2 separate regions of the Mus musculus genome follow, and region 1 is linked to region 2. A link is a contact called in public targeted proximity ligation data. All regions are on one chromosome and are shown on one strand. The core of a region is the stretch at or near the end of the contact, and the rest is flanking DNA. Distances in the headings are between cores, read along the strand shown. Region 1 holds the start of Slc15a3 (solute carrier family 15, member 3). Region 2 holds the start of Ms4a7 (membrane-spanning 4-domains, subfamily A, member 7).

Region 1 (5,293 bases), core at 2,653-5,152, 490 kb after region 2:
TGTGGAGAATGATGGATGGCCCTTCCTGAAATCAGCAAGTGTGCTGAACTCGTAGCTCCTAGGCATGGCTCTTTTCCAGATGGTGCCTACTCCCCAAGTCCCTAGACTGACTACTTAATCTCCTGAATGCTACAGCAGCCTATCTAGTGCTCGGCTACTCCCAATCCTGTGGCCCCACCCATCTCTCCACTGAGTAGAGCCATCTCTAAAGAACTCAAATCCAATGTAGTCTACGCTGCCTCAAGGCAGTCCGTTGTCTCTACGGTTTCCTAGGGGGTGAGATACAAAGACAGCAAAGATTACAGGGATGTGGGAAGGGAAAGGAACCCTTCAACCCAGAGTCTGGTTTGAAGCCTCTCACAGGCCGAGGTTCAAGAATTTCAGCACAATGAATTTGTTGTGAAGGTTGCCAACACAGAAATAAATATTTATCTTATACATAGCGGTTTTTGTTAAAATAACAATAACTGAGCTCGAGAGATGACTTACTGAGTAAAACCATGGATGTTACAAAGGCTCAGTGATCTGTTGTCTGGGCAACCAGCTCTTCCACCAGAAGGAAGAAGAGATGCTCAGTGGCTGAGGCCCTTGGAAGTATGGTGGGAAGGCCACTGATGAGAGGCCAGAAAAGAGAAATGGTAGCCTTTAGAAAATATTCACAAGTGTGGTCTAGGAATCCCAACTGCTAGTGGCAGACAACGCCCTGTAACCCTACCAGGGCTGAATTTTGATCAATAGGAACTACCTAGATTTGCATAACTCTCATTTGCATAGTTAATATTACCCAACAGAAAATTCTATATATAGCAGCTCGTGCTAACCTCTCAGAACTGTGCACTCCCCATCTGAGCTGTCTTCCTTCATGGGGCCCAAAATCACATGCCTGGAATGCCCACAAAGAGACTCATTCTAACCAAATGAAGACTCACACATTATTACCCTGTACTGTAGGCAGCATAACAGCTACTTCCCAGCCTGCTCTCCCGGGTATCACATTCAATATCAATACATTTTTCTTTGTATTCAGTTTTATAGAGTAGGTCAATTACTTGCCTACTAGCCCCTGTTTTTGTTTGTTTGTTTGTTTTGGTTTTATTTGTTTATTTATCTATTTATTTATTTGGTTTCTTCGAGACACAGTTTCTCTGTGCAGCCCTGGCTGTCCTGGAATTCACTTTGTAGACCAGGCTGGCTTTGAACTCAGAAATCCGCCTGCCTCTGCCTCTCAAGTGCTGGGATTAAAGGTGTGCACCACCACCGCCCAACTCTACTAGCCCCTGTTAATAGTCAGCCATCCCTATCTACGCCAGGGTTTCAGGACAGTTGGGAGTGGGTAAATAGGTGGGATATCAATCAAAGAGTACAAGTTAATAGAAGAAGGAACATTCCTTTCAGTGAGTGTTGGGAATCTCCTGGTCTCAGGATGTTCACCAACACCTATAACTCAAACTCCCAGGGACCTGGCACCTTCTGTAGCCTCTCCTATGCATCTGCTCACATGTGTGCACATGGACTCACTTGCAAAGACACAAACACACATAAGCAATACAATAAGTGCTATTAAAAATCATGGGAAGTCCTTAGTAAAGGACTCTGGTCACAGTAGGGGCGCTGGATTGTGGATGCCAGCCAGAAGACACCTCATTTAAAACTGTGAGTGCTTTTGAGGAGGGCAGAGTAAATGAGAGAGAAGTACAGAGCGCCCAGTAGCCTGAACACACTGCCACCGTCACCTGTCCCCCCTTCTATGGACACCTCATCTTTCCCATGGCTGTCTATTTGTGTTTCTGCATTCCACCTGTGATTATTCACACCGTGTGTGGTTGTTTTAATAATATCCCTTCCTAGTGTTTATTATCAACAATCCCACTTGTGCACAGCTACCCAAACGGAGCCATGCTGGCAAGACTTTGTCAGTCATTTACCCACTGCCTCTGCTGTTTCTGGGTGAGAAAAGGCTGGCTGGCTCCTGCACCTGCACCCAAGTCCCAGTGACACACTCAGACAGGGCTCAAGCCAGGACCTGAGACTCAGCTGCTTCACCGTCCCTCGGGACCTGCTCTCTGTCATCTGAGATAAGTTGAGGGGCTACAACACTACTCACCTGGGGGATAGTTAAGAGGACCACATTAAAACATGGAAAGGGGGCTGGTGAGATGGCTCAGTGGGTAAGAGCACCCGACTGCTCTTCCGAAGGTCCAGAGTTCAAATCCCAGCAACCACATGGTGGCTCACAACCATCTGTAACAAGATCTGATGTCCTCTTCTGGAGTGTCTGAAGACAGCTGCAGTGTACTTACATATAATAAATAAATAAATAAATCTTTAAAAAAAAAAAAAACATGGAAAGGAACTAGGCATGGTGGCTCGCATTTGAAATCCTAGCACCTAGGAGTCTGAGTCAGGGGCATAGCCACAAATGCAAGGCCAACCTGGGCTCCTTAATGAATTCTAGACTGATCTGGGTTACAGAGGTGTAGGTTAAAACAAGAAAGACAGACACACACACACACACATCACTGGGGCAGACATGGTAGCTAGCACCATGGGAGGTTCAGGAGTCCATAGCTCTCCACAGGCACAAATCAAGTTGGAGGCCAGCCTAGAAAATTGGGACTCTGTCTTAAAGAATAAAAGGCAATAGGCATGGGGCATGGGGCATGGCTCAGAGGGCCATGGGAGCTGTGGCTAGTCCTCCTGAGTCCTCCTGACTCTTTCTAGAGCAAGCAGCCCATCTGTTTTCATATAAGGAAACTGATGTTGAGAGGGGAAGTAGTTTGCCTGAAGTCCCTCTGGAGGCTAGAACCTCCATCTCAGGATTTCCAGTCCCCCTTGGCCTCCGTGGCACAATGCCTCTGACCACTCACCTGGTCAGCCCCGAACGAGGTGAGGGTGCTCCTGACGGAGCTGGCAGCCAGGGCCAGGAGCAGCAACACCAAGTAGAGGGTGGTCGCGCAGTAGGGGCTGGACCAGGAGCCTTGGCAGCTTGAGGATGGGCAGGCAGGTTCCAGTGGCAACTCGGGCATCTCTCCACAGAAGGATCTGCGGCCATCATTGGTGATGGTGGTGAGCAACAAGCCAGAGGCAGCCAGATAGAGCAGCAGGCTGAGCGAGATAGTGAGGAAGCGTCCCAGGTACACGTCTGCCAGCCAGCCCCCCACTGGAGCCAGCAGGTAGGAGGCGCCTAGGAAGAGGAGTGTGGCCCGTGATGCCTGTTGGCCGTCCCAATTGAAGTTCAAGCTGTTGAGGTAGAGCACGAGGTTGGAGGTGACACCAAAGAAGGCAGCGCGTTCCAGCATCTGCACTAGCAGCACCGCAGCAGCAGCTGTCCGTCTCCACCGTCGTGGTCCCCGCGGGCCTCGGGCCACCAGCGGTTGTCGCTCTCCGGACCTGCTTGGTTGCTCTTCCGCGCGAGGGGCAGACATCCTGGCCTTCCTGTCTCCGTGACCCAGACTCTCTCCTCTGTCCTCCCCTCCTCTCCCCTAACCCTGATCGCCCTCTTTTCTCACCCCGTGTCGTTCTCTCTCTCTTTTTCCCTCAGGTCCCTCTCCTTGCTACCTAGTTTCTATCTCCACTTGAACTCTCCACTCACTCCTTCCCCTCCCAGTTCTTCTTGTTCATCTCCCCTGTGCTTCTATCAAATCGTCTCCTTTCCTTCCTCTGCTCTGGCCTAGTCTACCCCCCCCCCCCCAACCCTACCCCATCATCCTGCTTGCTCCACTACCTTATCCTCCCGGCCCCCCTTTCCTCTAGTGTCCCCGGTTAACTGCCTTTTCTAATTGTCCCCTTCTCTTATGATACCTGGGCCTCAATGTCTCCCCTGGCCCGGCCACCTCCTCTACACACTCCTTTTTGCTTGACTGCTTCTCTTCCTTCCTTAGTCCCCTCTGGCTCTTCCTCTCAGCTTAGCCTCTGTCCCTTTTTCTGCTTCTTAAGAAACCCTGGGCTTCCCCTTTTTACTGGCCCTGTGGCTGCCTACGTCACCCGGTATTTAGGAGAAATGAAAGTCTGTGGGTCACAGGGTCCCTTCTCATCCAGCTTTCTAAAAATCTCCCTTCTCCTGGACTGTTGCCTGCCCTCTTAGCCCGTCTGCAGGCTTTCCGGGGGCCAGGAAGGGAGCCTTCCTTTCAGTTTCACTCCAACCCATTTCCCTTTCCACCCTAAAGCATCCTTCTCCGCTCGAGTTTGATCGTCTCCGTAGCTGGGGACTTTGGATGAGGCAGGCAGACACTGAGAGGCATCTTCTGCCCAGGGAGCCACGTGTGGAGGAGTTTCAGGCTCCTTCAGCACTAACATGGGGTGGTGACGCTGAGACCAGTCCATTGGATCTGTGAAGGCCACATGGAGCATTTGGTAGGCCCAGGTGTCCCTTCACAGATGCAGAGACAAAGCCCAGTAGGGGTGGGGAAAGGAGGTGAGAAGTGACTGGATCCTGGTATCTGAGCCTCAGGGCCCACAACAGCCTATGTCAAAAGAAGTGCTGACATGAACGTTGCATTGCAAAAGCAGTAGAGGGGAAGGAAGTGGCGCCATATGGGAGCCACAAGATTGACAGGGGCACTGACCTCAGACTAAATCACAGCCACCCCTTACTCAGATCCCCTGGTGCCCTACAGGAAAATAAAGAAGAGTCAGCCACTTCTTGACCTAAATGTTTAAAGGGCGCTGACCTCATCGCAACCCACTTAGTGTGGTCTGCTGATCTTTCTGCTCGCCTCCCAGGCTGGCTCAGTGACTTGCTCTGCTGTCTCTTGTCCAGACAGGCTCTTCCTCAAGCCCTTCGTGAGGCTACTTTCTCTTTATTTAGGTGGAAAGATCTCTCTCCCAGGGGCCTTCCCAGATGCTCTGAGGTTAGCAACTGCCCAGTTGGATTTTCACCATCACACGCAGCAGGTCACACTATCTCAGCTCAACCTTGGTGGCTTAGTTACTGTTTTATGCTCTACCCCATGGTGGGAAAGGGCTCACTATTGAGGCAGGCACATTTGAGAACATTCCTAGTACTTCCCAGTGCTTAGCAATGGCAGCCATTCATTAAATATTGGTTGAATAAATGACAGAGAATGAGAGTGGTTTAAGCAGCAGCAAGAACAACATCAGAAAGCTAAAAACTAAAATAAACACCTTTGCTAAAAAGCCAGAGTCACCATCAAACACATGGGTTTTAAACGTGTATGTGTAATTTTTATTATTTTATTTGCATATATATTTATTTTTTATTTTTATTTTATGTGTATTAGTGTTTTGCCTGCATGTATGTCTGTGTGAGGGTTGCAGATCCCCTGGAACTGGA
Region 2 (5,416 bases), core at 1,879-4,378:
TTGAACCCCGGGCCTCTCACTCTTATATACTCTCAGCCCCCATCCACTCACAGCAGGCCACATCACCTCACCAGGCATGCAGCTTCAGCTAATCAGGGCAGCAGGGGCATGTCTCCACCAAAATGGATTCGCCAGTATCCTGGTGCATCTGCGCAGCTCTCACAATGGTTGTGGCATATTTTCAGGTGTATGAGGAAGTCAGGTACAAGTCATAAGATTTAGCTGCAGTCCTGGGCGCCTTCTTGGGACTGCTGCCATACCCGGTCCTCACAGGGAGGCCCTTGGTCCTGTTTAGGTGTGATGCCCCAGTGTAGGGGGATGCTAGAGCGGTGAGTGAGAGTTGTGAGTGGGTAGAGGAGCACCCTCATAGAGGTAAAGAGGAAGGAGGAGAGGGCAGATGGGATGGGGGATTGTGGAGTGGTAACCAGGAAGGGGATATCATTTGAAATAAAATTATTAATTAAAAAAAGAAGAAATGAAGGACTCCACAGTCACATATTCCCTGCACTTTGTGCACTTTGACCAGGCTTTCATGAAAGGCCTTTGACACTGCAAAGAGAAGCGTCTTTGGTGAAGTGTGAGAACTGCATCAAACTCTGGGAACAAAGGTATTTAGAAGGTAGTTGGGCATAATATGAATTTAGCAAAATGTTAATAGCAGCTTCTCCTCTAAGGCCTATGACCTCTCTATCCAACTATAGGGCTCCAGAGTTCACTATGTAACCCAAGCTGGCATCATACTCAAAATCTTCCCAAGTTCTGGGAACTTAGCTGTGAGCCATTACAGAGAGCTAAAAGGTCATTTTATTGATATGAAATGTCATCTTCATGTTTAAATGATGCTCAGGCAAAATCCCTATCTCACTCAACCAATAATAAGTACATGCATTTACTAGTATAGGTGTTGCATGTAAATTTCTAATTTTTATTTATGTATATGGTCAACATTTACCTTCCAAAAAATGATCTCCATCCAAAATGTACCTCAGCAACATTTATTTTATACTTCAATCTCACTACACCCTGTTCAACTTCCTGAAGCTAAGAAATAAACTTTGGACAATACACTTGTTTCAAATAGTTCGTTTGTGCTCTCCAGAGGACTAGCTTTTAGTCTGCAGTTGGCATGAAGTCTGAAACATTTTTTCCTATATTTTATTTTTCTTTGAGAATTTAAGACACTGTGTTTTGATAGTACTCACCTTCATCCCACTCTTCCAAGACCTCTCCCATCTCCCTTCCTCCAAAACTTTGTGTCCTTTGTATCCTTGTATTCCTTTTTTCTCAACAAATCCAATTTGTGCTGCCCAAATATTCGTTACTGTGTGCCCTTCTACTGGAGTGTGGGTGACTTGTCAAGGACACTTTCAAAGTAAACTGAGGTACAATAACATTTTAAGGATTTTATTGAAGTCATGACTTGAGAAGTTCCAAATGAGAAACGATAAAGGTGACAGTGAAGGAGCACCAAGGGGCTGGCTAGGCTTTCACAAGACAGTCAGTGAAGTCAAGCAGAGGAAACACTTGGTTCTACTTATACAGTTGCCTTATGTATTATTAGAAAGTCCCTATTCTCTAAGTGTAAGTTGGTTAGATACTTAAGGTATATTGGGCTCACTCCTCCCCAACCCGATTCTCAGAAGATATATATCAAAATCAGCAGTGGATGTCTCAAACTGCATGGCTCTGTACCACATATCCTATACATACAGAGAACAATTATAATATGCTGTGGTTAACTTGAATTCTCTGTCTGTCTGTCTCACTTATGGTACAATTTCACCACACTTCACAGAACGGAAACTTAAAACTAACAAATCTTTGTGTTTACAACTATCTATGAACATTTTATACTGTGGTGAACTGTGGATAATGAAACCACAGAAAGCAAGACTACAAATAAAGGGTTCGTGCTATCGCGTAGAATTAAAACTAAACAAAACAAACAAGTCAAAGTAATTAATTTATGCTCAGGTTTGAAACAAAGTCATTCTTACAGCACACATAAAGCCTGACCATTCGTGTTTGTCTGCTCAGAACTTCTTGGAGCCATGCTGATTTATATCAATAACAGTTTTAGCTTCAAGTACACTAGTTGTATATGAGCATCTAGCATGGCATTGGAATCTCCATCTTTCTCTTCCTCTCTATAGTATTCCTCTTCTACTTCCTTTTGTCATCTTATAGGCCATCCTCTTTTAGACTTATGCAACAGGTATGGACTGGATTTCTGCTTGTTCTTGTTTTTAACTTATTTTGGAGCTATTTTGAGACATACTTCATTTTAATTAAAAATATTTTTATTGAAAATAGAAATTTGCTTTTCTACAGTATATTCTGACCACTGTTTCTTCTCCTCCTCCCAGATCTTCACCTCCCCACCCTTCCAACTCCATGTCTTTCTCTCTTTAGAAACCAAACAGGCCAGTAAATAAACAAACCAGAATAGAACAAAGCAAACAGAGAAATAGAGTAAATAAAAGAGAAAAATCACAAGAAACACATACACATGCAGAGAGACACACAAACAAAGCCAGAAAACAAAAAAATCAGATGCCATAAGGATAATCAAAATACAAGTTAAGGTTTAAAAAAAAAACAGTGGCCAAGCAAAACATTATGAGATAAACATCTCCAAAAATACCATGGAGTTCGTTTTGTGATGGCCGTCTACTCCCTTGAGTGTGGTTTGTATATTCAGTGATACTCCATTGGAAGAAACAAGTATTAACCTTGGGAGCTGCTACTGAGGTTTACGCTTTTAAAAGTGGTTTCCAACCAGCTGGAAATTATCTCCATATCAATAAGCTCTCTCAAGTCCAAATGTTCTCAAATCCAATAACTCTGATTTTCATGAACTCCTTACTCCCTTCCTCATTAATTCTGTAAGTCAGACGGTGAATTCTAATATCTCTCATTCAGAAGGGGACAGACTTAATGCAATATAGAAATGCAAGGAATCGTTCCCTACTTGACCAAATTTGTTTCGTGAGATGATTTTATTTTGTGTTATTTTTCCAAACCTCAAACTTCAGAAAGGGGAAGCAGAGCAGCTCTTCGTTTTCCTACTACTTGTAATTACTGCAAACTCACACCCTGTGTAATCACGAGTACTTCCGGGGAAAGCACACAAAATGACTGAGTGTCAAAGGCAGACAGTGCAACTTCTGGAGGAAACAGCTGGTAAGAGGTTGAGTCTGAGTTCTCCCAGGAGCAGAGTGAGCAGGCCCAGGAGCTGCAGCACACAGGACAGGGCTGTGAGGACAGGTAGGAACTTTGGGTTGGAATCGTACCACTGGGAGATGTTGTGCTCTAAATAGACAGTCTGGGAAATGGATTTTCATCCTGTTTTTTCTGTTGACCACTTGCAATAGTTGGTGAGGCCCATTTGAAGCCTCAGTTTACTTACTTGTCAAAAAGGAAAGCACCTTTGAGATCAGTTGAGATTTGAAGTGATGACCTTATATAGTTAGTTCCCTTAATTTCCCTACTCTTGCCACTTAGTCTTATAAAACATGTTCTCAAAGAAGACTGACATTTGAGAAAATGTTTAACTTGGAAACTATGGTTCTAATCTAACATTGCAACACAGAAAAGCACTGTGTGCAGAGGTGTTTGCCTGAATAGAAGAGATTTTGGAACTCTTTTCGAAAGCTAAGGGCCATTCCCACTTCATGTGAACATAATGAATGGTGAAGAACAAAGCATAGTTGGATTGGGAGGTGATGGTGTCAGTTGCCAGACATACTATAAAATGTAAGAAACATCATTATGTAGAGTTCCTTCCAAAATAGCCATATTTTAAGAATAGCTTAAATTCAGGAAATACATCTCTATATGCTATCATAAATAGATAATTGAACATATAAAATAAGCATAAGTTCTATGTGTTTTAAAATGCACAGGTGTTTCTTACAGCATTGTTCATAGTGATAACAAAAATAGAAGGAACCAAAATGACCATGATTATACATTCAGTCTAATGAAATGCATTCATTTGAATTTATCATTTGGATTTTTAATTCTAGTTTAAAATCCAATTACATAACTGTAGCGTTCTAACTACTGGAAGTGTGTGATTCAGTGGCATTCGATTCATTCATGCTTGGCACCCCCATGACAATCCACTAAACAACTGCTCTTCACCCACCCCTCCCCCACCATTTTACTTTTCTACAAAACTGAGTAGTAGGGGTACCTCATAAGTAGAACCACGCAGCATCTGACTTCCTTGACTTCATTTAAGATTTTGTTTTTGAGGTTTAACAATGTTTGCAGCATGTCAGAATATAACGTTTGCCTTTTATACTTAAGGCTATTGTAATTAGTCAAAGATTGATAAGAATTCTAAATGGTTGGAATGACCATTTGTACAGTGTTATAATTTGTGTAAAATCTTACATAAAGAGGAGAGAGAACTGAAGAGAGGAGAAAAGGAACACAAAGAAGAATGAAACTGGTGACTTCGTATTATTTGTTGGGGAGTCAGGAACATTTTGATTCATGCAAACTATATTTCTTTTTAGCTGACATTGTTGTTATATGTTCTTTTTAACAAATGGTCAATTTTAAAATAACAGGAAATAAATGCACATGATGTTAACAGGCTAGAGAGCATCAAATTGGCATCCAGCTCCTAACAGGGAGCTTAGAAAAAAGCATGCAATATAGTTCTTAGATATGAGACCTGGCAAATCCAAGAAAGAAATGAGAACCTGAAGGGGATTGTGTTGATATACTTAGCAACAAAGATCAATTCGAAATCCAGGTTTCTCCATATTGGGGCAGTTCTGGAAAGAGACACCTTTACCACACTTCCCCGGGATCATAGCCACTCCTAGGGGCAGACTTTGAACTCATGAATGATAGCTAATGCTTCAGATACAACCAACATTTGGCTTCCAATGCAGTGCCATCCCCATCTGCCCCACTGGTAACAAGAATCCGGGGTTCATTTGGTAATGTTGATCTGGTGAGGGACTGTTTGTTTCTTGAGTGGAGCTGTTAATATTATTAGGAAGAAAGAAAAGGCAAATGAGAATTAATGTCACATAGAAGGAAATATTGCAAGATCTGCAGCCCAGAAGACATAGCTCAAGTACCTGCAAGTTCTACGAACATAGACTAACAATAATTATATTTGCTACAGTGTGTTAAACATGAGATGCAGCAGATAAGTGCTTTTTAAAACATTCTTTTAATGAAATGAACTTATTAGTCCTGGATTGCTAAGATATGAAATAGACTTAATAACATCTAGGAGATAAGACTCTTTGAAGGATTAAGAGCTTTGATATTCTAGTTCCTGAAATGCAGTGTGACTTAAGTGTTTATATTGATAGTTACTAAGCTAGTAGAAGCAAAGGGCACATTCTGGATTAGACATGTTCTTTTTATAAACTGGAAAGCACTTACT

What was found.
Region 1: a contact with region 2 is called in a targeted proximity ligation map of bone marrow-derived dendritic cells, with 2.5 times the contacts expected there. A contact is called at or near these places in 2 of 130 datasets of targeted methods (bone marrow-derived dendritic cells and microglia).

The regions. Positions count from the first base shown.
Region 1 is chr19:10,841,153-10,846,445 of GRCm38.p6, reverse strand. It overlaps Slc15a3 (solute carrier family 15, member 3), which reads right to left and starts at 3,902. Exons shown (of 8, transcript NM_023044.2): 1 at 2,868-3,902. The coding sequence starts at 3,425.
Region 2 is chr19:11,333,858-11,339,273 of GRCm38.p6, reverse strand. It overlaps Ms4a7 (membrane-spanning 4-domains, subfamily A, member 7), which reads left to right and starts at 3,128. Exons shown (of 7, transcript NM_027836.6): 1 at 3,128-3,267.